7 separate regions of the Mus musculus genome follow, and all the other regions are linked to region 1. A link is a contact called in public Hi-C, HiChIP or PLAC-seq and Micro-C data. All regions are on one chromosome and are shown on one strand. The core of a region is the stretch at or near the end of the contact, and the rest is flanking DNA. Distances in the headings are between cores, read along the strand shown.

Region 1 (3,336 bases), core at 806-3,305:
AACATATGTATATATATGCACTTTAGCTTTACCCTTAAGTCAAGAGTAAAAATACCTTAAATAGAAAAAGTCTGACAAGAAAGTTAAACTATAAGGAACTGTCAAAAATTTTCCCTACTCTGTATCAGCAATTTTCATTCTAGCACTTCTGCAAACCTATCCTACTCCTGCCCTGAACTTCAGAATGTTTGTTTCATCAGGATCTGTGGACATCTTTCTTTATACATTGAAGCTCAGTTTTACAAGTGTAGCAGTTGTAAGACGGAGGCTATAATAGAAGTACTAATAGGCATGATACATTGTATATGCCTAAGCACATGATTTTCCTTCCTGGATTCCTAAAAATCTTCCCACCTAAAGCACCAAGTCCAGGGTATTACTGAGGTGTGTTCGGTTGTGACTTCTACCAGTAGAACCGAAGCTTAAAACTGTCTAAGTAAAACAAAGTTCTAGTGACGCCTCTCCAGGGGAACCGGTCCCTGGCATCCAGTCTCCCACCGCTCCTTTTAAAAAATGCTACACAGGCAAAAAGAGATAGGAGAGGGCAACTAGCTAGAGCCCCCTCCCCGACTGAAACCAGGGACTACCTCCTAGGGAACTGCGACCCAGCTCCATTCTCATATACACTTCATTTAGTACCAAAGCAGAATTGAGAAATAGACTCCAGATTTATTGCAGGTTTGTTTTTTTTTTCTCAAGATCAGGAGGTGGGAAGCAAAGAATGATCAAAGATGGCGGTGCCCAAAAGCAGCAGCTCTCAACTGGAGAGTCGAAGGAGTAGATCTGACCCCACCTCGGGGGTCTCCAGGCCCACTGTGAGCAGCAGAGTCTTACCTGTTTTCTCTTTGATCTCACACAAGACGCTGAAGAGCGCCGGTTTCATTCTGTGACAGTTCAGAGCATGTTTCCTAAAAAACAAATAGCAAAACACAAAGGTATTAGCATCACCTATTGGAATAATATGGCGCCTTCCTTTAAGTTAGACCCAAGATTTAAAACCGGCCCCCAGTTTGGAAAAGCTCCTTTGAACCACGGGAAGTCAACAAAAACTCAAGTTTACTAGTTCGCAACTGGCGGCAAGCTCTAGCGGCTGAGAGCTCCAGCCCGATAGCAGCGTGACCCATCTGCTGGCTCGACAGAAGCCTCGGCGTACACAGGAGTGACCCGTGCATGAGGCTCCGCTCCGGGGGCCGCGGCGGGACCCAAGGGACCAGACCGGAGCGGAGGGAACCCCAACGCCCAAGCTCCACAAGAGGAGCGGGCGCAGCGGCCAGCGGGCGGCTAATAATCAGCGGGTGACAGCTCCGCAAAGTTTGCCAAGCGGCCCTCCCTCTAGAGAACTTGGCGCTCCCGCACAGGGTTGTGCGGGGAAGCAGCCGGTCACCCCGGACTGGGCCGAGGGGAGTGGGTGCCCGGAGTCTGGGCAGGCGGAGAAAGTTGCACTTCCCTGCGGTGCGGCCACGGACCCGGCTGGGACGCGGAGCGCGCTGGGGTCCGAGCGGGAGGTTTAAATCTGGGGAGGGGGGCGGGCAGCAGGGCACGGACGAAGCAATGATCGAGTTTGTCCCGAGCCCGGCGAGCAACTTTGCCCGCGCGATGGGGGACACAGCAAGTGCCCGGCGGGCGGAGAAAGTTCCCGCCCGCAACTGAGGCCCGGGTCCCGGGAGCCAGCCGGGACCCGAGCCCGGCTCCCGTACACACACAAAAGATGCTTAATGAGACGACACCAACTTTGCTTGCGCCTCGTCCAAGCTCTGGTCGGTGATGGTCATGATCTGGTGGAGGATGTCGCCGATGTCCTGCTTCCTGCCGTCGCCGTCCGCCCCTTCGTGGCCGTGAGGGGGAGGCGGCAGAGCCATACCCCCCTGGACCGAGTGGCCGGCCAGGTTCACCCCGGCCAGAGTCTGCAGCATCCTGGATTGATCGTCCATCCCGCCGCGCGCGGGCGGGAGCGGGCGGCGGCGGCGGAGGCGAAGGCTGAGGCGGCGGCGGCGGCAGCGGCGGCGGCGGCGAGGGAGGAGAAGAAAGAGGGGGAGGGGGAGGGGGAGGCGGCCGCGCGCTCCCCGCCCGCGCGGGAGGGGGCGGCCTGGCCCGGCGCGGCCCGCGACTGAGGGGACGCGGACCGGCGTCCGGCTCCGGCTTCCGCCGCGGAGGAGACTGAGGACAGCGGCGGGCGGAAGCGGCGCGCTCGCCGGCGGAGGCGGAGGCGGTGGTGCCCGCTGCCCTCACGCGGCCGCCGCGCTGCCTCCTCAGCGCCCCTCGCCGCGCCGGGCGGCCCCGCACAACTTGGTCCTCAGCGCCAGCCGAGTTGCCGGGACGCCGCGGCCGCCGCCGCCCGCGCCAGCCAGAACGGTCCCCTCCCTCAGCCGCCTGCCGCCGCCGCCGCCGCCTCAACCGGGCGGGATCGGAGCACCGGCGGCCCCGAGGGAGGGAGCGGCGGCGGCGGCGGCGGGCTGCGGAGGAGGAGGAGAAGGAGGCCGACGGGCGGGCCGCGGGGAGCGAGAGGGGCGGAGGAGGAAAGTTTGGGAGCGGGCGGGCCGGCGCGGCGGGGACACGGAGCCCGGTGGAGGGCCCCGGCGGGCCGCACGCCGGGCGGACAGCAGATTGATGAGGCGGGAGAACTCGCCGCCGCCACCTCCGGTGCCGCGCACCCAGTCAGCAGCCGCTGTGGACCGGGCTCGAAGGCCGCTCGGCTGAGGGATTGACAGGCTGCCAGTGCCACTCACTCACTGCGGCCCCGGCGCCCGCGGGGGGAGGGGCAGGGAGAGCTGAAGGGCGGGGGAGCGCCCCGGATGCCCCGCCTCCGGAGGCGGAGCCTTCTCTCATTGGGCTTTGCGCCTCCCGCCGCCGCCACTGGCCCCGCCCCTAGAACGCAGCCCGTCCCCTCTGGCCTCTGCTGTGGGGTGCCTGAGAGCCAGCCCGGGAGCCTTATGGGCTACTCGCGCCGGCACTCCACAGATGGTCGGTCAGTCCAGCCAGCAAAGTGTTGTCCCCGGATCCTGCTCCTTCCCTATTATTAGCAGTTGGGGACTTAGAGGTGTTATATAGGACCGAATAAAGTGTACCCGTAGCCGACAGCGTGGTCCCCCATTGCATGAGATGAGCTTCACGCCTCGGACAGTGCCTGGGATACTTTCCCGCTCTTCATATCAAGAGGTGGTACCCTCTGGGCACAAGGCCTCAAGCACAGGGCCAATCGCATTGCGCTCAGCGCCGAACGAGGCGGGACAGAGCCAAGAAAGGGTTGTCCCAATTGGAGCGTTCGAAAGTCCTGGGCTGAGACCGGGAAAAGGGTCTAAAAGCCCTGCCCGTCCCACGGTCGCTATGGTAACCCGA
Region 2 (3,473 bases), core at 41-2,540, 450 kb before region 1:
CCTCAGTCCCAGGAGAGGCCATCTGACTGGCCTGCCAGGGGTCATAGGTTACGAGCCCCACTATGATTGGCTCCAGTGGGGTCATATATTCTTTTCTGGTCAAATGACTCAGACGGGGGTGATGCAATAACACAATGTGGCTTCAGAGGCAGCAGAAGTGTCTGGGGGAATGGCTTTCCCCCCATAAATAACTTTGCCTGGAATTATTGAGTTCAAGCCTTGTGTAGTCATTATGTAGCATCAAGAGCTCTTTGTTACACATACTAAGTGCATTTGACCCTCACAACCCTGTGAAACCATCTCTAGCCTCACTGTGAAGAAAAGGCTCAGAGACTACGGGAGCAGCCCTGTCTCACATCTTACGTCTCTCAACTGGTTCTCTTGCAAGAAAACTGTACTGTGAAGGCTGGGGTACCTTCTCTCAAAGCCTCCCCTTGCTGATCTCTCTGCTCTCTCCTGCTTATCGGAACAGAACCCTGTGGCCTCGTGCTGTCTGAGGGTCATGAGCCATTAATTCACACACACACACACACACACACACACACACGCTCACCTCCATTCGTTCAGTGTATAGTTCCCAAGTACCTGGTTCTGTACACCACTGAGACCCCACTTTCCTGTGCTTTATTGTCCAGTGGGGAAGACAGACATTAAACAGATAATGACACTAATAATTATTTCATTGCGATTGTTAGAGATGTTATGAAGAAGTCCAAGGGGGCTCCGAGCATTTATGACCAGAGAAGTGACTCAGGAGTGTGTGTGTTGGGGGGGGGGGGGGGGAGACGGGACCAATACCACCAGGAAGGCAGTGTTAACTGGAGTTCTGGAAGGGTAGTGAAAATAGAAACTGACCGGAGGAATAGGAAGGCAGAAAACAGTGCTGACAGCAATAACAAGATTTGGAGGCTCAGACAACTTGGTCCAGGAAGCCTGGACCAGGGAGACAAAGCTTAGGAGGGGTTCCACAATCTGATTCTGCCCTTCAGGCAACTCCGCCTGCATCCATGCTTCCGGCCCAGGCTGTCTTATGGAGGCACAGCACGGGCTGGAGCAAGGGGTTTGGGGGCAGTTGTCTCTGCAGAGGCAGCAGCTGCAAGCAGCCGCTATTCTCTGGCCGTTCTCTGGCTCCCAGGTCAGGAGGAGGGAGGCAGCAGAGGACGCGCCTAGCACGATTTTTATATATGTGTGGCCATAATATTTAAGTGTCTTGGCTGTAAGCCTGAGACTAGGTCCCCCGACAGCCAGGCCTTGCTCCACACGCTCTAACAGCTGTCTGTAAAACCCGTTTATGGAGTCGCCATAAATTTCCCAGATGCTGCAAACCACAGGACCTGGGACAAAGAGTCGTAGGGAGGGAGGCGTGGGAGAAAATGGTGGCCTCTGCATCTCTCCCAGCTTGTCCTCTGGGTCCCCTAGCCTGCCCCCTGCCCACCTGGGGCCGCCTTACCCTAAATTCTTTTATTGAAGCTGATCTGAACACTGACCCCGTGGGGCCTGGCTGGGCAATCCAGCTCAGCACGGATGCCGGCGCTCTCAAGATTGCGGCAAAAGGTGCCGTAAATCAGAACTAAGTGTCATGATAGTGATTTGAACTGACACTGTTCTCACCTTGTCCATTTACCGGGAAATATATAACAGGAATAGATTGAGCCTGTCATATTGTACCTGAAAAATACAGCTGTTGGGGAGGAGAGGCAGGTGGCACCACGGCAGGGTCCCAGCGGGCAGTGGGGTGCTTAGCGGTGGAGGAGGAGGTGGGGGTGGGGGGTTTGTCAGCATTCCATTGGACTGAAAGCTTGCTCTCCAAGTCAGGGCACAATGGCCTGACCAGCCTCCCAGGTAGCCATGCCCCACTTGTTACAGAAACCCACCTACCCCTCTCTACTGCCCTGAGGGCTCCACCTGCCCAGGCCACAGAACTCTGTGTGTGTGTGTGTGTGTGTGCCCACACTTGCGCACACGTGTGTGGTGTGTTGGGATGAATGAAAGTGTTCTACTACTGAGTCACACCCTCAGTCTTAAAATAAGAAACCAAAATAAGAAAAAGCCTTTTAATTCAGGATATACATATAGAAAAGCACACAGATCATAAATACATTGCTTGGTTAATCTTTCCAACCAGACAAAACATACCTGAGCTCCTGACCCTCAAATACAGAAGCCTTACCCCACCCCCACTCCCAAGAAACTCCCAGCAGCTCTCCCCACAGGAAAGGGCTGATGATGGCTGACACCGCCTCAGTTTTATCCAGGGTGGCTGAGTGAGGTCATTTTGAAATTCCCACCTGTTATTTGGGTTCCCATAGTTGAAGAAGAGCCTTTTGTCTTCACTATGCGAGCTGCAGCTCAGTGACAGGGAACTCGCCCGGGCAACAGCTGGGCTCCCCTGAACCCTGAAAACACAAGGACCATATTAACAATGGAGAAGAGAACCTGCAGAATGGCTCAGTTGTAAATGCTTACTGTAAAAACCTATCCCCTGCACCCATGTGAAACATTGGGTGTGGTTACACACTCCTGTAGCCCTAGCTCTGGGAGCTGCAGGTAGAGAGAGGTAGAGCCAGGATCATCCATGGGGCTCACCAGTTTAGCCCAAAGCTCTGGGTTCTGTGAGAGACACTGTCTCAAAAAGTAAGATGGAGGGAAATTGAAGATGTGTGTCATAGACATCTGGCTTTCATACACACACACACACACACACACACACACACACACACACACACACACAGAAGGCAAGGAAGAGCATATCAAGAGCACCATCAACAGATGCTGTTGCTGTCTCTTCTCCTCTGGAGGATTCCAGTCTGACTCCAGAGGAGAGATGGGGTGTGGGAAGGCAGGGTGGGACTGGAGTCAGGAAGGGTCTACCAAAGGGGATCAAGGTATACAGAGTTCTGAACTGTGGCTGGGAGACAAGAGGGTGGAGAGTTATAGGGGCTCAGGCTTGGACACAGGGCTGGGTTGAGTGCACTGACTGACGAGGAATGGCCCCCATAAGCTCTTATATTTGAATGCTTGATTATCAGGGACTGGCTATACTTGAGAGGGATTAGAGAGTGTAGTGTTGTTGGAGTAGGTGTGGCCTTGTTGGAGGAAGTATGTCACTGAGGGTGGGCTTTCAGTGTTCAAGCCAAGCCTAGCATCTCTCTCATCCTGTCACCTCTCCAGCACCATGTCTGCTTGCGTGCCACGAGGCTTGTAACAGACTAAGGCTCTGAAGTGTAAGCAAACCCCAATGAGATGCTTTCTGTTATAAGGGTTGCTGTGATCACGGCGTCTCTTTACCGCGATAGAACACTGACTAAGACAGTTGAGGCTCTGGAATCAGAGGGGAATTGAGGACAGGGTAACAATGAAGGATGATCCAGGAGGAGCCCTGAGCTGGGGTGGCACAGGGTGGGAAGATGCCGGGGCCCAAATCTTACGGTACCAGAAGGTGCATGCGAGGTGAGGCTCCAAAGCCCTGCCAA
Region 3 (3,228 bases), core at 606-3,105, 480 kb before region 1:
CAATTAACTTAACTTTAATAATATTCTAGAGTAGTCTAGGTCTACCAATACAGGCACGACAAAGGTCTTTAGCCTGTAACAGGGACATAAATACCAGAGGAGGGAATGGGCGATGTAAACAAGAAAGGGTGATTTTATATTCAATGACCCAGCTGACACTCTGTCAGTCAATCTCCCGGGTCCCTATAGTAGCCGTAATTCTCAGAGAGACCCCGTTAAATATGAGTGTGGTACAAGTTCTCAAAGCACCCCCAAACGATTTCCCAGCTGGCAAGAAAGATGACACCATCCCCGGTAACTAACCTCTTGTCTGCTTGGAGTTTTTCAGTTAGTATAGGTTTCTATAGGGCTTATCTTCTAACTTTCCCAAGGCAGCTGATAAGATTCGCCAGCCCTGTTAAAGGGAGATAGGATCCAACCAGCTGTCGGGAAACATAGGCGATTACCCCAACAAGGCATCACCAGAGACAAAGGCCCTGAAAGAGGAGCCTTGCCTGCTGTCTGCCAATGTGGCTGAAATCCAGGCGCTCTGGGTCTCCCGTGGGGGCAGGGAGTAGGGGCTATGGCCATTTGCCTTGGGCCTGCCTTGTCTTGCTGAACAGGTCGTTGGGGTCAGGGGACAGAAGAAACAGGCTGATAATTTAGGGACAGCTGTGTGCTAAAGACAAAGAAAACAAAGATGCTCCTGGCTCTACCTTATTCACTGTGTCTGTCTCTGAGGATGTGGTCCCTGGTGCGGTGCTAATCAGTCCCTTGGGCTTCACTTGCCCTGGCTGGAGTCATTGCAAGGGGAGGCTAATCAACATGCCCACCACGCTTCCTGGATGGCTGGTCACCTTGCAGACAGGTGCCCTACAGTTCGGGTGCCCCCAGGTAATGATGTCTGAGGGTCAGGTGCGCGCTCATCCGCACCCACGTGACAGCTGAGAGCCGGACCCCAGGCCAGGCGAGTCAAGGGAACTGTCCCCAGCGTGTGCCCCGGTGGAGATCGTCGCCCCTCACCTGGCTCCACCCTCGGAGCGCTGCTGCGACTCGAGTCCCCAGCTCGCTCCCGCCGCAAGGCCGAGCCGGAGCCCCCCGAGAGCCTGCGGCACCGCGCCGGGCGGAGGCCGCCCTCACGGGGCCTGTCCCCACGCGGGGCTGGGCGAGCCGCCCGCAGGCCTGGGCCCGGCCGGCTCCTCCCGTGCCCGCCCGTCCCCGCCCGTCTTCCCGCGCGGGCCTCACTTAACTGTTCCCCGCTGGGGCGGCGGCGGCTGCGGCGGCGGCGGGTCCCGGCTCCGTCTGACGCAGAAGCAGCTTCTCATCGCCCGGGCGGCGCGGGAGGAGCCGGGCCCGGGGCCCAGGCGGCTGCAGCCGGCGCCGCAGCTCGAGCGCAGCCTCCCCGGGAGCGGCGGCGGCGAGGGGCGGGGCGCGGCCTGGCGGCGGCAGCGACGGCGGCGGCGGCAGCAGCGGCTCGGGCCGGGGCCGGGGCGGGAGGGGCGTGCAGCCTGCGGCGGAGCCCGGGAGCGCACCGCCCTGTGGCCCCCGGTGCCCTCGGTCCCCGCCCCCAGTCGGCCTCCGCTCGGCTCTGCTAGGCCTCGCCGTCCCCCTCGTCCACCGCTCAGCCCAGCTGTAGGTCCCTGCAAGACGCTCTGACACCCAGGCCTGCAGGCCCGGAGTGGCCCTTTGCAGAGACGCCTTCCCACCTGTCCCTTGTAGGCTTGACTGCACCCCGGGGCGATCCCCTCTGCTCTGCCCACAATCCGGCTAACCTAATGCGGTGCAGCCGGGCCTCAGACTGACCCCACTCTCAGAGCAGGTCTCAGCTTGCCCCTCTTGCTGGGCAAATGATTTACCCACAGAGGCCTGGGGGCAAGCCTTGAGGAGGGATCTAGTGTAGCATGCCTGCCCTTGCAGTGCCTGGGGAAAGGTACAGAAGTCAGGAAGAAATGGAGCAGGACCCTCAGGCTGTAAGAAAAGGAGGCATCAGCAGCCTTTGATCCCTGAACCACCTGCCCCTACACAGCCAGGCCTGCAGGCCCTGGAGGGGACATGTGCTAAACGGGATATTTAAAACAGAGGATCACACGGTAGCCGGCTTGGATTTGCTCAGGCATCGGGACTCATAGTCACACATCCTGTGCTTTTCCAAAATAGTCAGCTCCTGAAGCAAATGGTGCCAAGCAGGCTGTCAAGGAAAAGATCCCGTGGGGACAATTCTCAAATGTGTGCATACAATCCAGGTACTTGTGTCACTCAGAAACACCACTGATCCAAATGGGTTTATAACAAGTCCAAACGCACCATAAGGAAACAGACAATCTGTGTTCTTAACTGGTACAGAGCCCAGCACAGTGGTGCTCCATTTAATTCCAGCCCTTGGGATGCAGAGGCAGGCAGATCTCTGTGAGTTCAACACCAACCTGGTCTACATAGTGAGTTGCCCGAAAGCCACAGAGGATTTGAAAAGAGACCTTGTCTCCAACAAAAACTTGCTACAGGCAAAAGAAAAAAAAAACATATTTCCAGGTTTATCATAACCCTGATATCAAGATCTAACAGAGATAACACCACCAAGAACTCAAGTGCAGAGTTCCAATCCCTAGAGACCTGAATATATGTGATTTTATGAAGAATGCTTGCTGTCTAACAAAGTAAGTGTTGTGTGACACCCATCTGTCCACCTTTGGGAGACTCTATGGACACTTCTGGGAAGTCCCATAGTAAGACAAGACAAACAAAAGCCTGGTTCATTTGTTTAGGCAGCCATTTCCCAGAATCATCTGGGCCAAGAAAACCGCTCTCCCCAAAGCCTACCCGTTAACTACCCATGATGAGAATCAACACCATATCTGACTGTACTGGTTGGTTTGTGTGTCAACTCGACACGGCTGGAGTTATCACAGAGAAAGGAGCTTCAGTTGGGGAAATGCCTCCATGAGATCCAGCTGTGGGGCATTTTCTCAATTAGTGATTAAGGGGGAAGGGCCCATTGTGGGTGGTGCCATCTCTGGGCTGGTAGTTCTGGGTTCTACAAGAAAGCAAGCTGAGCAAGCCAGGAGAAGCAAGCCAGCAAGGAACATCCCTCCATGGCCTCTGCATCTGCTTCCTGACCTGTTTGAGTTCCAGTCCTGGCTTCCTTTGGTGATGAACAGCAATGCGGAAGTGTAAGCCAAATAAACCCTTTCCTCCCCAATTTGCTTCTTGGTCGTGATGTTTTGTGCAGGAATAGAAACCCTGACTAAGACA
Region 4 (3,675 bases), core at 103-2,602, 380 kb after region 1:
TGCACGGCGTCCCCAGCCCGGAGCGTCCGGCGCGTCCCTGGCGGCGCTCCCAAGCCATTCGGTCCGCTCCTGGCCTCCCGGGCTCGGCTGCCCACCTGCCCCGGACGCCCACAGAGGCGACCCGCGCTACTGCGCCCCTTCCCGCCCCGTCGCGCTCCCACCCCATCCCCCCCATGCGCCCTGTGTCCCCGCCGCCTCAGGCAGGCTGCCGGAACCCGCACGCCGCCACCCCTCTCGCGGGGCCCGGCCGCGCGGCTTCCCACCCGAGCGACGCCGGGCACGGGGCAGGCCCGGGGCCCGGGGCGGGGCGGCCGTCAGGCGCGGGCTGCGGTGCTAGGCCAGACGGCGGGGCACGCGGTGCGGACCGGCCGGGGACGCGCACTCACCGGTGAGGTCATGCGGAGGACGGCGCCCAGGTCCTCGCTGGACTGCCTCTCGGCCTCGGAGCCGTCGCCCTCGCTGCGAACTGCCACCGCCGCCCAGCCGCCGCCACAGATCGCCAGTCGGTTTCCCTGCCTCCTGCGGCGGCGCTGCCCCCTCAGCAGTGCGCGTGCGCGGCGCCGCGGGGGCCCCTGGGATCGGTGGTCCGGACCACGGCCGCCCTTCCGCTCCCGGTCGCGAACCGCCTTGCCAGGACCTGTACGCCGATCCTCCGCCCTCACGTCTCCGTGTACCTGGTGCTAGAGAAGACGGGTGGAAGAAAAATGACACTCCTCTCTTGCTCGGAACATCATCCAATAGCCAGCCTCTCTCTCTCTCTCTCTCTCTCTCTCTCTCTCTCTCTCTCCTCTCTCTCTCTCTCTCTCTCTCTCTCTCTCTCTCTCTCTCTCTCTCGCTCTTCCCCTTTCACTTAAAAGCTATGCCAATTGGACGGTATCTTCATTTTTAACTTATAAATATAATTTCCCACTTCTCGTTTTGTCGATTTTTATTGTAACTGTGTTATTTAAAAATAACATTACATTAAATAAACTGTAAACTGTGTTACATTAAATAGGCTTAGGTCGGTTTTGTTTTTTCAAAAAAAAAAAAAAAATGAAAGGACGCGTCAAGTTAGCAGAAGTGAACAGTCCCAGAAACCTTAGAGCTAGAACATACCTTAAAGGTCATCGGTGCAGCTCCCACCCAAGCAGGAATGGCCTCCACGTCTCACTTCTGTTTCGGATGTTCCAGTATCAGCTCACTACCTCTCAGGAGTACAGCCTGCTCCTCTCTGTTGCACAGCTCTAAATGTTAGAAAGTTCTGCCTTCTGCTGAGCTGAAATCTGCTTCCCTTGTCTTTCCTCCCTTTGCAGGTAGTTATTCTGCCTGGAAGCAAGGAGAATTGGTTCCCACTTGACAGCCCTTTAAAATATTGAAGACAATGAATATATCCTGCAACACCACGAGTCTCATGCTCCGCCCCCAAGGTGGGGGGAGGGGGAAGTGAAAACTCATCTTCCCAACTATTCAAACATAAATCAGATCCCAGACAGCTTTCCACCCGTCTTCCATACACCTCCTTTAAAAATCATCAGAATTGAACTAGCATGGTAGCTCTCACCTGTAATCTAAAACCTTTGGGAGGCTGAAGCAAATGTCTCAGAATTAGACAAAAGTTTAAACCAGCCTGAGCTACACAGGATGTCTAGACCAGCGGGAGCTATCCTTTGAGACCCTGCCTCAAAAGGAAATTCTTTTGTCACAATTTGCTTCCTATTTGCTACTTTGTTACAATAGCATTGTGGGTATCAAGTAAAATGTCTTTGGTACCATGTTGCCATTCAACAGAGTTCAATTAAAGATTATCAGTCGGGTCTGTTACATTGTACAAAGCACCAACCAGATGAAAAAGCAAGTGGATACAATTTACAATATAAAGTGGAGAGTATCTCCCATAGATTGAGTTTTGTAACAATAAACTAAATTACAAAGTGCTATGAAGAATTACAAAGTGTTATGAGATTCCAGAGAAAGAGACCATATTGAATTAAGAAATCAAGACCTAGGCTGAGTTTTGTGGCCCATGACTTTAATCCCAGCAGTTGGAAGGCAAAATCAGACCAATCTCAGAGTTCCAGGATAACCAGGATTATACAGAGCCCCTGTCTCAAAAGGCCAAAGAAGAAAAGAAAGAAAGGAAAAGAGATTTGGCTGTGACTAGATTCCAAGGTAGATGAGTCAGGATCCCAGCACTCAAGAGGCAAAAACAGGCAGGCGGAGGCAAAAACAGGCAGGCAGATCTCAAGGCTAGCCTAGTCTACAGAGCAAGTTCCAGGACAGTGCTACACAGAGAAATCTTGTTTAAAAAAAAAAAAAAAAAAAAAAAGGAAAAGAAAAAGAAAAAGAAAAAGAAAAAAAATCCAGAAAAAGAGAGGGGGAGGATATAAAATTTGTAGACTGCATAAGGGAAAACCCCCTTGAACAGAAGATTGTGTTCAAAGGCTCCAGAGCTCCAGAGCACAAAATCCACCTGCCTCTGCCTCCCAAGTGCTGGGATTAAAGGCTTGTGCCACCACTGCCCAGCTTGAAGAAAGGCTTTCAAAGACACAAAAGGAAACCTTCAAGTAAAGGCATTTGCCACCAAACCGAACCACCAGAGTTTGACACCAAACACCCCACATAGGGGAGGAAGGATAAATGACTCCTGCAATATTTTCTGACCACCACTGTGGCAAAAACTTGCCCCCCATAAACAAACAAACAAACACACAAATAAATTGTGTGAATGTATAAATGTGTAAATACATAAATGAATATACATAAATAAAAAGAAAGGGAAGGGTTCTAAAGAAGCTAAGAGTTATGAAGTAAGTAGATTGTGCATTGTAAGTACAACGAGAACAGGAATGTTCGGTTCACTGGCCTGAGCCCTGTTCTGTCTGTCACCTACAGATGGAGTGCCTGACCTAGACAGACAGCTTTTAATCTTCCCATTCAGCATTCCCAAAGAATGTAACATTCTTACCAGAAACCCAAATCACTACCACAATGACTCTTGTTATAGTAGGCTGTGAAGTAGCTATTACACTCAACACACTTTACATGTGGGAAAGCAAAATATATGGTCAAAATAAATAAATTTGGGAAAAAAAATTATCAGAATTTAGCAAATAGTGCTGCTCTGTAGGGAGAGCAACTATGCTCTTTCTAGAATTTGTCATGGTGATAATTTTTTCCTTACTATTGTTTGGGTGTGGTGGTTTACACCTGTAATGGCAGCATTTGGAACATGGAAAGAGGAAAATGGAGAGTTTGAAGCAAGCATAGGGTATCTGAGACTCTGTTTCAAGAATGAATAAATAAAAACAATGAATTCTATCCAAAGGCATTTTTTTTTCTGATACACAACTCCACCAACCACACTATACAGGCATATCAATTATTTGTGCACAGTCACAAATTCTTACTGAATCGTGCTAGGCATGGTGGTACATACAGGTAATGTCAGTGTTTAGGAGGCTGAGACAGGAGAATCACAATTTGACGCCAGCCTAGCCTGGAGAGCAAGACCTTGTCTCAACTGACCACAGCAGTGCCAATTCCTATTGGATCTTCATGAAAGGTAAGCTGTTCTGACTCCCAATTCTGTGCTGCTCATTAAAGCTCTCTGCTTCAAAAGCACACACCAGTGACAAACTCAGACTTCAAACTTTTGAAATGATTGCTTTCTTTTCTTGGACATCTAACCAGTCT
Region 5 (3,593 bases), core at 278-2,777, 430 kb after region 1:
GTCTCTGTGATTTCTATGCCTGCCTAGTCTACATAGTGAGTTCTAGGACATCTAGGGCTAACCCTGCCTCACCTTGGCCCTAGCATGCCATAGAAACCAAGTTTTCTGGTCTCTATCTTTTTGCTGTTATTTTCGGACAGGATCTCACTCTGTGGCTTTTTGGGGCCTTGCCTGCAATACTGGGCTTTCTGTTGCTCCTCTGACTTTCATAACTTGCACTGCCTCACCCAGTGGGAATTTAATAAAATTAACAAGCATTCTGTGGTAATTACTGCCGCCCCTATCTTTCCTTCCTGTAAATTTTCACACTGCTAGTGGATATTTAAAGCCAGTTTCAAGGAGTTGGCATGGCTCTGTGGTAGAGTGTCTGTTTAGCATGGGCAAAGCTCTGGGTTCAAGTCCCAGAAAATTTCAAAGGTTATTTAAAGAGATTACCCCTTTCCAGTCTCTCAAGTTACTGCTCCTGCCTCAGGGATTAGCAATATACATCACATACACCCTCGGCAGGAAGGCTTAATCAGGACTTGGGTTTAGACCACAATATATATGACTGTATCCATTTAACCACCATATTACAGGAGTCATTCTGAACGTAATTATCTTTTCTTTTAAACTCATTACTCATTTAGAGACACGGTCTTATGTACCTTAGGCTAGCCCCCACTCATTATGTAGCCAAGGATGACCCTGAACTTCTGCTTCTCTTGCTGCCACCTCCCAAAAGCTGGAATTACAGGCAAACACCACCATACCTTTTTATGCCTTCTGGAGATCAAACCCAGGGCTAAGTTCTCGATAGGCAGGCAGTCTACCAATTGAACTACACCCTTACATCCCTGAATGTAACTATCTATTTAAAAGTCTGTAATCGGCCAGGCATGGTGGTGCACTACATGGCACTAGAGAGGCTTGAGGCAGCAGAGGCCAGCTTGAGCTACACAGTGAGACTTGTCTCAAAATAAAAGTAACAGAAAAGTATCGAAACTAGATTCCAAAATGTTAGCATGTCCGGCCTTCTGATTCATTCCGATAACTTACCAATGGACCTGCAGAGTGTAGAAGTGAAGGACAAACGAATGAAGAAAGGGAATTAAAGGAGAGTTGGGCCGATGAGGCCCACAAGCGGGCTAGGCTAATGACCACAGGGTCAGCCCAGAGCTTAGAGGGGCCGGCGTGGCGGGGACTCTCCTAGCCACCTCCTTTGCGTCCCCTCTGCCGGCCACATCTCCGCGCGAAAGAAGTCGGGGTCAGGGAGAAATGGCTGCCAGCTTTCCCCAAAACTGACCGGCCGGAGACCATGGGTACTACCCCTCCCACCCAGTTCAAGCCTACTGCCTTAAGAGACCTCCAGCCCAGCACCTATTACCTGCCGCAGCCCCCGCATGTCCTGGACGTGGCTCCACCCATGGGGCGGAGCTTAGGAGCCCGTCCTCTTCCCCAGTCCCGGAAGCGCGTCCAGGCCAACCGCTCTACGCCTCCGGGTCTCCGGGACTACGCGCCAAACTTAGTCAGGGCCTCCCGGAACTCTGCGTACTGGTTGGCATCCGGTCCATAACTCCAATTTCGGGTCCCGACGGAGTTTGTTACAGCAGTCCTTAGTAGTGACTTCTGAAGGGGAAGGATGGGTTGGAACTCACGTAAGCCAGGCTGACCTTGAATTCTGCTTCAGGCTCCCGAGTGAGATTTCCTGCATGCCATAGGATGCTAGGTTTTGCCTGTGCAGGTTTGAGGTTGGTTCAAACTGTGGATCCTAAAGCGGGTTATTTCCATAATCGCTGTTTGTGGTTACAGCACGTTCCAGACCACAGGCCCTGGGCTTTCCGGGAGCTCACAGGCTGAGCAGAGAGATTAAACACGAAGGACAACTAGGAGGTCCTATTGTAAACGCTGAAGAATAAAAAGTTCATTGACACTGTATGTTCTTGGGGAAAGTTATTAATACTTTTGGTGTCTTCTCTCAGCGACACACAAATTTTAAGATTTCCATAGAGGTTGTAGTCGGGAATTTTTATGGAGGCCCAGAGCTGGTCCTTTGTAAAAGCCGTGATTATTTTTATCTAGACACAAACTACCTCTGTTGACAGCTTCATCTGCATCCTCTCTGATCTATGTCCTAGCTATAGGTGCCCCGTGACTTTCCTAAAACAAAGATAGCTCGCCTATGTGCCTATGTGTGAACAGAGTACCATACTCTGAGCTCACTAACTTCCCTCAGAACTCAAGACAGCCTAGAAACAGAAGTAGTGTGTCTTTAGTGGGAGAGGGAAGACAGACTGGCTTCAAACAAGCTCCCGCACTAAATGGGAAATGTCTGACGAGTCTGCTCCTCTCTGAACCCTAGTTTACTCATAGATAGAATGGGAATAGCAATATCGGAACACAGCTGTCTAGAGAATTTACTAGTGCAAGTAAAAGAAAAACTTGGGTTTTAATTTTGAGACAGGGTCTCATGCAGTCCAGGCTTGCCTCCCATCTCACTGTATACCTGAGGATGGTCTTGAACTCCTGATTCTGCTGCCTCCACCATACAAATGCTGTGATTTACAGAAAAGATTTACAATGCTCCCACTCCAATTTATTTATTTAGTTACTTGAAAATATAACCAAAATTCATGGACAAAGTAAAATTGGGCTACAGCTCTCTTCACAACTTTGCCATTATATTTCCAATACCTGAGTCTTTGTGATTGCCTGTAATTATCAGAAAGCTCCCATAGACTGCCAAAGAATTTAGAGGTATGCACTCACTCTGCTTTCTTTTTTTTTTTTTTTTAAGATTTATTTATTATATGTAAGTACACTGTAGCTGTCTTCAGGCACACCAGAAGAGGGTGTCAGATCTCATTACGGGTGGTTGTGAGCCACCATATGGTTGCTGGGATTTGAACTTGGGACCTTCGGAAGAGCAGTCAGTGCTCTTACCCGCTGAGCCGTCTCGCCAGCCCCTCACTCTGCTTTCCTTCTGGAGAGAATCAGGGCTAGGTTGGCTCTGCCATGTGCCCAACATATATTTAGACAGCGAGTCCTTCTCAGAGCTCCAGAATGTGCCTTGGGCCTTTTGGTTTGGATTACACCAAGAAGCCATGCTGGAAGGGTATATTATCAAGAAAAAATGGACTATCAGATGGTTTACATTGTAGAAACCAATTCATTTAGACTAGAAATCACATTCTAAGTTCTTGGAGGGATGTTTGAATTCTGTTTTTAAAAATGAGAGTCAAGGGGCTAAAAAGATGACTCAAACAAACCAACCAAGACAAATTCTTTTGTTTTGTTCTTCTTTTTTTTTTCTTTAAGATTTATTTATTTTACGTATATGAATACACTGTTGCTATACTCGGACACACCAGAAGAGGGCATCAGACCCCATTACAGATGGTTGTGAACCACCATGTGGTTGCTGGGGATTGAACTCAGGACCTCTAGAAGAGCAGCAGTCAGTGCTCTTAACCGCTGAGCCATCTCTCCAGCCCCTCTTTGGTTTTTTTCGAAACAGGATTTCTCTGTGTAACCCTGGCTGTCCTGGAAATCACTCTGTAGACCAGGCTGGCCTTGAACTCAGAAATCTGTCTGCCTCTGCCTCCCAAGTGCTG
Region 6 (3,172 bases), core at 102-2,601, 400 kb after region 1:
TTGTCTTTAAACAACAAAAAAGGGTGGTGGTGGTGGGAATCAATAGTATAAATTATGGAGTAAAATCAACCGGGTTATTAACTATATTCTCAGCACTTATCAATCGACCATTCTAGCTATTTAATCGCTCTTGGTCTCAATGGTCTCTTCTGGAAAATGGGAAAAATGTACCAAGACTTGAATATGAATAAATGACACATGGAAAACACATAGGAGGATCAGTAGTTATAGACCAGCTTGGGCCTGTGTACAATGCCTCTCAAAATACATAAAACAAAACAATGAAGTACATAATAAGCTCAAGTAGTAACTTGTTTTGTTTGTCCCCCAACATACTATTATAAAAGAGTAAAGCATCAGCAAGACTTTTTTGTCTGCTAAACGTCTTTAGCATTATCAGCCCTATTCCAAGAGTCGAATAGGGTGGTGTCAAGAAGGAAGAGGGAAAGAGGAAGGACTTATAAATAATAACCAGTGTCATAAATGGAAATGCTATGCTAGAACAGGTTAGCGAACAATAAGGCGCTACGAGAGAGAGAGAGAGAGAGAGAGAGAGAGAGAGAGAGAAGAAAAGATACATCTCATGGTGGAAAGTGCTCGTTTGACCATAGTACTGAATCTCCGCGGCGGAGAAAGGGAATAGGTTACAATTGGCCAGGCCAATCCTGGGACTTAACCCCGGCAAAGGGAAGATTCGAAAGGCCTGGAAAGACACATACGGCTAGCCTTGGGGTGAAGGAGAAACACGGTTAGCTGAGAAGCACCAGGATTCTCAGCGAGGCAGAATCCAGATCAGGCCCCAGCTCGAGACGTGCAGGCCGGGCGAGTAACAGGGCCTGGACTCTGGGACATCCGAGAACGTGTGGAGGCTGGGGAGGGCGATCACAGCTGAGGCCGGGCAGCTCAGGACGCGGGGAATCGAGGAGGAGAAAGGCCGCGTACTTCTTCAGAGTGAGAGACAGAAAAGGAGACCCCGAGGGAACTGACACGCAGACCCCACTCCAGTCCCCGGGGGCCTGGCGTGAGGGGAGGACCTGAACGGTTACCGGCGGAAACGGTCTCGGGGTGAGAGGTCACCCGAAGGACAGGCAGCTGCTGAACCAATAGGACCAGCGCTCAGGGCGGATGCTGCCTCTCATTGGTGGCCGTTAAGAATGACCAGTAGCCAATGAGTCAGCCCGGGGGGCGTAGCAATGACGTGAGTTGCGGAGGAGGCCGCTTCGAATCGGCAGCAGCCAGCTTGGTGGCATGGACCAATCAGCGGCCTCCAACGAGTAGCGACTTCACCAATCGGAGGCCTCCACGACGGGGCTGTGGGGAGGGTATATAAGGCGAGTCGGCGACGGCGCGCTCGATACTGGCCGAGACAACACTGACCTGGACACTTGGGCTTCTGCGTGTGTGTGAGGTAAGCGCCGCGGCCTGCTGCTAGGCCTGCTCCGAGTCTGCTTCGTGTCTCCTCCTGACCCCGAGGCCCCTGTCGCCCTCAGACCAGAACCGTCGTCGCGTTTCGGGGCCACAGCCTGTTGCTGGACTCCTAAGACTCCTGCCTGACTGCTGAGCGACTGGTCCTCAGCGCCGGCATGATGAAGTTCACTGTGGTGGCGGCGGCGTTGCTGCTGCTGGGCGCGGTGCGGGCCGAGGAGGAGGACAAGAAGGAGGATGTGGGCACGGTGGTCGGCATCGACTTGGGGACCACCTATTCCTGGTAAGTGGTATCCGTCGAAGGAGGAGGGGGTGGGGAGGAGTGGGGCGTGGCCTCCGGGGCCAGCGTGAGAAAGTGAGGTGCTGATTCCTTTTCTGTGGGGTTTCCCCGTCAGCGTCGGTGTGTTCAAGAACGGCCGCGTGGAGATCATAGCCAACGATCAGGGCAACCGCATCACGCCGTCGTATGTGGCCTTCACTCCTGAAGGGGAGCGTCTGATTGGCGATGCGGCCAAGAACCAACTCACGTCCAACCCCGAGAACACGGTCTTCGATGCCAAGCGCCTCATCGGACGCACTTGGAATGACCCTTCGGTGCAGCAGGACATCAAGTTCTTGCCATTCAAGGTCGGACCCGTTTTTTTTTTCTCATGCTAATGGGGCGGCTGGGGTGATAGGAGTATTTAGGGGTTGCCACTTGGCCAAAAACACTGTTCAAAGGACTTAAAAGAATGTGTTCGGAATTTATGTAACGGTTTTACATCTAGTCGTTTTTAGTGTGTTATAAAACATGACACACTGTTAACAATGTCTAGAAGTTGAAACAGACTAAAACTGTCGATCTATCTACAATACAGCTGTGCTCAGTTTTAGTTGTGATTTCCCCCTAAGGGACAGAGATGAATCAAGCTATGGGAGGGAGGAAATGGATTTTTTTTTTTAAATCGTTTGTGGTGTCATTGTTTCCTCTTCGGAAAAATTACCTTTAAATTACTTTATGCCATAGGTGGTTGAAAAGAAAACTAAACCGTACATTCAAGTTGATATTGGAGGTGGGCAAACCAAGACATTTGCCCCAGAAGAAATTTCTGCCATGGTTCTCACTAAAATGAAGGAGACTGCTGAGGCGTATTTGGGAAAGAAGGTGAATAACGTGTGAAACAGTGTTGAGTGTTTGATTGCTGTTGCTCCCCCTCGATGACTTGTGTAGGGAAGCCTTCATGGTTTGAAACCTTTCAATTTTTTTTTAAAGATTTATTTATTATTATACATAATTTCACTGTAGCTGACTTCAGACACACCAGAAGAGAGTGTCAGATCTCATTATGGGTGGTTGTGAGCCACCATGTGGTTGCTGGGATTTGAACTCAGGACCTTCGGAAGAGCAGTCAGTGCCCTTACCTGCCGAGCCATCTCACCAGCCCCAGAAACCTTTCAATCTTAACTTTTAGTGATTTAGTGTTTTGTGGGAGGTCAAGGTATATGCTAGTCAGCCTTTATGAGTTACCACTGCTTAATTCTAATGACAAAAGCGTATGATATAGCAGTAAACTGACTTAGAAACTGTTGTGGCTTGACTAGTTGATAAGAGTGACAGAAGTGAGAACACCATGTACTTCAATCATCTTTAAGTATGATTGCACGGTTGTCCTTCTAGGTTACCCATGCAGTTGTTACTGTACCAGCTTACTTCAATGATGCCCAGCGACAAGCAACCAAAGATGCTGGCACTATTGCTGGACTGAAT
Region 7 (3,583 bases), core at 1,065-3,564, 340 kb before region 1:
ACATAATGTGATTGCCCCCTTTACTTTCTTTTGATCTTATCATATACATACATACATACATACATACATATATATGGTAATAGAATATATGTTACATACATATATATGATAATAGAATATATGTATATATTTCTTTCTGCATTAGTCAAGGCAAGCTTTCTGAGACATGAGGAGCAGTACTGAGCAACCAGTTTTCCCAGGGGAAGCAGCCCTGATAAGGGGCTCTGGGCAATTTCTGTGGTGTAAATTCTCCCATCACAGCAGGCCTTCAGTTGCTGATGGGATGTCACTAGATGTGGAATTTATAAAGAGACACGTGGCCTCAATGTGAGGTGGTCTTCAGGGAAGAACACAAAAACAAAATAACAAAAAGAAAAGTTGGAAAACACATGTGTGCACGCGCACACACACACACACACACACACACACACACACACACAGAGGACCAGTTGCAATGAGCATTACCTCTTCCACAGTAGCTCTAAGAGCGCCTGTGACACACTCCACTCTACTTGTTCAATGGGGAAGGGTGGAATAGTGGCCATTACAAAAGGATGGCAAGATCACCTGGTGCAGCTGCATTCCTCTGAGTCCTGCCTCCCTGACACTCTTCTCTCGGGCAATACAGTCAGATTTGAACTGGATTCCCAGAGTTCCGGTGTTGTTCATCTGTTCCCCAGCTGGTGGCGCTATTGATAGGTGGATGAACCCTTTAGGAGGTGGAGTCTATTTGGAGGAAGTAGGTCATTAAGGGTGAGTCTTTGAAGATGATATTGTGACCTTGCAACCCACCCTCCACCCCCCACCCCCCATCCCCTCAGCGCTTGCTGGCCCCCATGAAGTGAGCAGCCTCCTCTATCATAGAGACTTGGCACGATATCCTGCTCCACCTCAGACTAAAGCAATGGACGCCAGCCAGCCACGGGCTGAACTGTGTCCAAATTAAACTTTGCATCTTTTCAATTGTTTTCCTTGGGGTATGTGTCCAGGAGGTGAAGAGGTCACAAACACTCGGACAGCTTCTGTGCTCCTCAACCCCTCCCTCTCTTTTCCCGGGACTGCTGAAGTCACAGCTCCTCCAATTGGGCTTCATCCTGCCTCCTTTTGGAGGGTAAGAGGTAGTAGAACTTTCTCCTGGCCCACCCAACCATACCAAGTCCAAACTGGAGCCCCTGTCCTGTCCTGGTGGCTCTCATCAACACGCTCTTTGCCTACAGATCGAGCAAATAGCGGTTCATGAGGTTCAGGTATCCGTTTCTCCCTACTGTACCCCAGGGCCAGAATTCCCAGGGGAATGGCCTCCCTGATGGCCCTGTTCTCTCAGTAAATACCTTTGCCCACTGCTTAGAAGATCTAGTGTCTTCTACCCCTTCATCAACTGTGCCTTTCATGGTCACCAACAGTGTTGCTCAGACACGTGACCCTGTTCTTCTGAGTCCCAGAAGCGTTGACTCCACCCTCCTCTTGAGACACTCCAGTGTAGTGACTTTCCTTCACCATCTCTGCGACTCCATTTCTGCCTTCCGTCTCCACCCTCTCAGCGTCCTTCAAGATGCCCCTCCCCTACTTTCCCAGTGACCCACCCCTCTTCCTGGCCAGCTAACCACGCATGGCACGTGTTCAGCTCACCGTCGTACTCTCTCCTTTAACCATGTTAGCTAACCTTAAGTATGTCCGAAGCTCCTTTTTCTAATCTGTGAAGTAGGGTAACTGCTAGCTGCATGCTAACACTAACCTGGGGGTACATGCCCCCTGGGTAGGGCACAAAGGGGGCACCCGATGAACCTGACCCCTGGTGGTAGGTTTTATTATCATCCTTCTTGGTCATCTGGAGGGAGAAGGCTACACGAAGGAGGTAAAGCCATCACACGCCACACAGTCTGTGGGACCTGTTGAAGCCCTCCCCACAATGTGGAAGGGGAGATTTCTGAGCTCAGACAGGGACTGTGGGGAGGAGTCAGGGATTCGGGGGGAGGAGTCTACTCTCCAGCAATGCGCAAACTCTGTGCTCTTCTTGTTCCTCTGTCACCAGGGCCTATATTAAGATCATCAAATGTCAGCACAGACGCTTTAACTGCTAATGTGAGTGTGAAAGACAGGTGGATTGCAGGTGTGCTGGTGGGAAGAGAGAAGTCAGGAGGTAGAAAAAGCAAGGAGGGGGCAGAGGGTGAAGGTAGAGAAGCCGGCTTCAGTTCCGTGGGAGCCACAAGATGTGTGTTGCGCGGCAGACAACAGACCTGTAGAGACAGGATCAGTCTGTGGGCTGCTGGCTCCAGGGGCAGCCTGGATAGGCTGGGCTGTGGGTACAGCTCTGGCTCTATGAGACTGCAGGGAGTCTGGGCTTCACACCCCTGCAGCGACTCTCACTTAATGAGTGAAAGGCAGTAGGGTAAAGAGCCCCCCTCTGGAAAACAGACTGTCTGCAAAGGCGGCTGTCAAAGCGAGGCCCCGTTGCTAAGGGAACCGCCTGGGAAGTCAAGAGATGAAGTCACCCCACCTCTCCAGCAAGCTTGAGGTTCAGAAGGGGCCTGGCATTCCAATCCATGTCTGCACTGGTGCCTCTCTGGCCAGGCTTCCGAACCTAGGCGGGGCTGAGATCTTGCCTTCCATGACTGCCCACGCCTGGCTAGTCATTAGTCCAATGGTTGACCAAAGAAACTTGGCTAAGCACTAAGAGGCACAGAGGCTCAGGAGAGCCTGCAGGAGGTCAGTCTGGTACCAAAGGGGCCACAGCACCCCAGGGACTCAGGACTTTAATTAAATCCAGAGGGAAGCAGCTCTAAGCTGACGTGAGGATGGAACCCTTAGGATAGGCAAGAAAACTACTGTCTTAGATGCTTTACTACCATGACCAAGCCAACTTGGGGAGGAAAGGGTTTACTTAGGGTCTGCCTCCACATCATACATCACTGATGGGAGTCAAGACAGGAACTCAAACAGGGCTGGAACCTGGAGACAGGAGCTAATTGCAGAGACCATGGGCAGACGATGCTTACTGGCTTGCTTAGCCCGTTTTCTTCTAGAACCCAGGATCACCAGCCCAGGAATGGCACCACCCACAATGAGCTGGGCCTTCCCCACCGCACCCCATCCCCCATCAATCACTAATTAAGAAGGGTTTATTTAGCTTATGCTCCACATTACTGACTACAGGTTTGCCTACATCCTAACCTCATGGAGGCATTTTCTCAATTGAGGCTCCTTCCTTTCCAATGTCTCTAGCTTGTGCCAAAGTAACGAACCAGCTGGTTTAATAAAACTAGCCAGAACAAGCACTAAAGTTTGAACACAGCCAGCCTCAGTGGGGGAGCCTTGAAACTTACAGAGGTGGCTTCTCTCCAGAGAGTCTGACATCTGCGGGGAGCAATCCAGGACAGCGTGGTCTTTCATCCCTACACTCATGGCTATGCTCATGGTCCACCAAGTCTGAGGACCCCTGGGCATGGCCCTGTCTAGACATCCCAAAGACCTACTTACTCGTTTTGTTACTATATGAATATTTTTATAAAGGAAAGCAGAAGACTTGCTTAGTCTCCGGTGGAGGCCATGTTGGCATTATACCCCCAATCAGGTCTTGGGAAGA

Evidence for each region. A called contact is a pair of places that touch in the nucleus more often than the background predicts. HiChIP or PLAC-seq counts read pairs in DNA pulled down with a chosen protein or histone mark.
Region 2: an H3K4me3 HiChIP or PLAC-seq map of embryonic limb bud shows a contact between it and region 1, with 4 times the contacts expected there. The contact joins the enhancer-like site here to the promoter of Pbx3 in region 1. A contact is called at or near these places in 9 of 115 datasets of contacts at active chromatin or transcription factors (embryonic basal ganglia, embryonic forebrain, embryonic hindbrain and 5 more) and 2 of 9 other capture datasets (embryonic tail and embryonic trunk).
Region 3: a contact with region 1 is called in an H3K27ac HiChIP or PLAC-seq map of VIP interneurons, with 11 times the contacts expected there. The contact joins the promoter of Mvb12b here to the promoter of Pbx3 in region 1. A contact is called at or near these places in 10 of 39 promoter capture datasets (the 3T3-L1 cell line, the HPC-7 cell line, cranial neural crest and 5 more), 5 of 484 Hi-C or Micro-C datasets (cerebellar granule neurons, cortical neurons and embryonic stem cells), 15 of 115 datasets of contacts at active chromatin or transcription factors (SST interneurons, VIP interneurons, astrocytes and 11 more) and 5 of 9 other capture datasets (adipose tissue, embryonic stem cells, embryonic tail and 2 more).
Region 4: an H3K4me3 HiChIP or PLAC-seq map of embryonic stem cells shows a contact between it and region 1, with 6 times the contacts expected there. The contact joins the promoter of Gapvd1 here to the promoter of Pbx3 in region 1. A contact is called at or near these places in 1 of 39 promoter capture datasets (the 3T3-L1 cell line), 1 of 484 Hi-C or Micro-C datasets (embryonic stem cells), 2 of 115 datasets of contacts at active chromatin or transcription factors (embryonic stem cells and pancreatic cancer cells) and 1 of 9 other capture datasets (adipose tissue).
Region 5: a Micro-C map of embryonic stem cells shows a contact between it and region 1, with 9 times the contacts expected there. The contact joins the promoter of Rabepk here to the promoter of Pbx3 in region 1. A contact is called at or near these places in 1 of 39 promoter capture datasets (neural stem cells), 2 of 484 Hi-C or Micro-C datasets (embryonic stem cells and muscle stem cells) and 2 of 115 datasets of contacts at active chromatin or transcription factors (both in embryonic stem cells).
Region 6: a contact with region 1 is called in a FOXA1 HiChIP or PLAC-seq map of pancreatic cancer cells. The contact joins the promoter of Hspa5 here to the promoter of Pbx3 in region 1. A contact is called at or near these places in 2 of 484 Hi-C or Micro-C datasets (both in embryonic stem cells) and 4 of 115 datasets of contacts at active chromatin or transcription factors (effector CD8 T cells, embryonic stem cells, memory CD8 T cells and 1 more).
Region 7: a contact with region 1 is called in a Hi-C map of the N1E-115 cell line, with 16 times the contacts expected there. The contact joins the enhancer-like site here to the promoter of Pbx3 in region 1. A contact is called at or near these places in 9 of 39 promoter capture datasets (the 3T3-L1 cell line, cancer-associated fibroblasts, cranial neural crest and 5 more), 8 of 484 Hi-C or Micro-C datasets (the AML12 cell line, the G1E-ER4 cell line, the N1E-115 cell line and 5 more), 18 of 115 datasets of contacts at active chromatin or transcription factors (the 230-238 cell line, the NIH/3T3 cell line, acute myeloid leukemia and 13 more) and 2 of 9 other capture datasets (adipose tissue and pancreatic islet).

The regions. Positions count from the first base shown.
Region 1 is chr2:34,369,990-34,373,325 of GRCm38.p6, forward strand. Pbx3 (pre B cell leukemia homeobox 3) reads right to left here and starts at 2,056. Exons shown (of 9, transcript NM_016768.2): 1 at 1,732-2,056; 2 at 835-908. The coding sequence starts at 1,931.
Region 2 is chr2:33,918,966-33,922,438 of GRCm38.p6, forward strand. No RefSeq gene overlaps it. Among named protein-coding and RNA genes, the nearest start is that of Gm39792, 12 kb to the left of the region's middle. Within about 2 kb of position 1,291, at least 35 of the 459 cell types and tissues checked have an H3K27ac peak or open chromatin away from gene starts, as enhancers often do. A contact at or near this core is called in embryonic limb bud and embryonic tail, where this site is marked.
Region 3 is chr2:33,886,091-33,889,318 of GRCm38.p6, forward strand. Mvb12b (multivesicular body subunit 12B) reads right to left here and starts at 1,856. Exons shown (of 10, transcript NM_175184.4): 1 at 1,230-1,856. The coding sequence starts at 1,304.
Region 4 is chr2:34,753,880-34,757,554 of GRCm38.p6, forward strand. It overlaps Gapvd1 (GTPase activating protein and VPS9 domains 1), which reads right to left and starts at 1,353. Exons shown (of 27, transcript NM_001356441.1): 1 at 1,099-1,353; 2 at 387-680.
Region 5 is chr2:34,798,385-34,801,977 of GRCm38.p6, forward strand. Rabepk (Rab9 effector protein with kelch motifs) reads right to left here and starts at 1,528. Exons shown (of 8, transcript NM_145522.4): 1 at 1,367-1,528. The coding sequence starts at 1,384.
Region 6 is chr2:34,770,739-34,773,910 of GRCm38.p6, forward strand. Hspa5 (heat shock protein 5) reads left to right here and starts at 1,352. Exons shown (of 9, transcript NM_001163434.1): 1 at 1,352-1,408; 2 at 1,491-1,708; 3 at 1,821-2,052; 4 at 2,432-2,569; 5 at 3,083-3,172. The coding sequence starts at 1,584.
Region 7 is chr2:34,025,232-34,028,814 of GRCm38.p6, forward strand. C230014O12Rik (RIKEN cDNA C230014O12 gene) reads right to left here. Exons shown (of 4, transcript NR_130173.1): 3 at 568-726. Among named protein-coding and RNA genes, the nearest start is that of Gm39793, 65 kb to the left of the region's middle. Within about 2 kb of position 2,315, at least 40 of the 459 cell types and tissues checked have an H3K27ac peak or open chromatin away from gene starts, as enhancers often do. A contact at or near this core is called in the N1E-115 cell line, cerebral cortex, embryonic limb bud and 2 more, where this site is marked.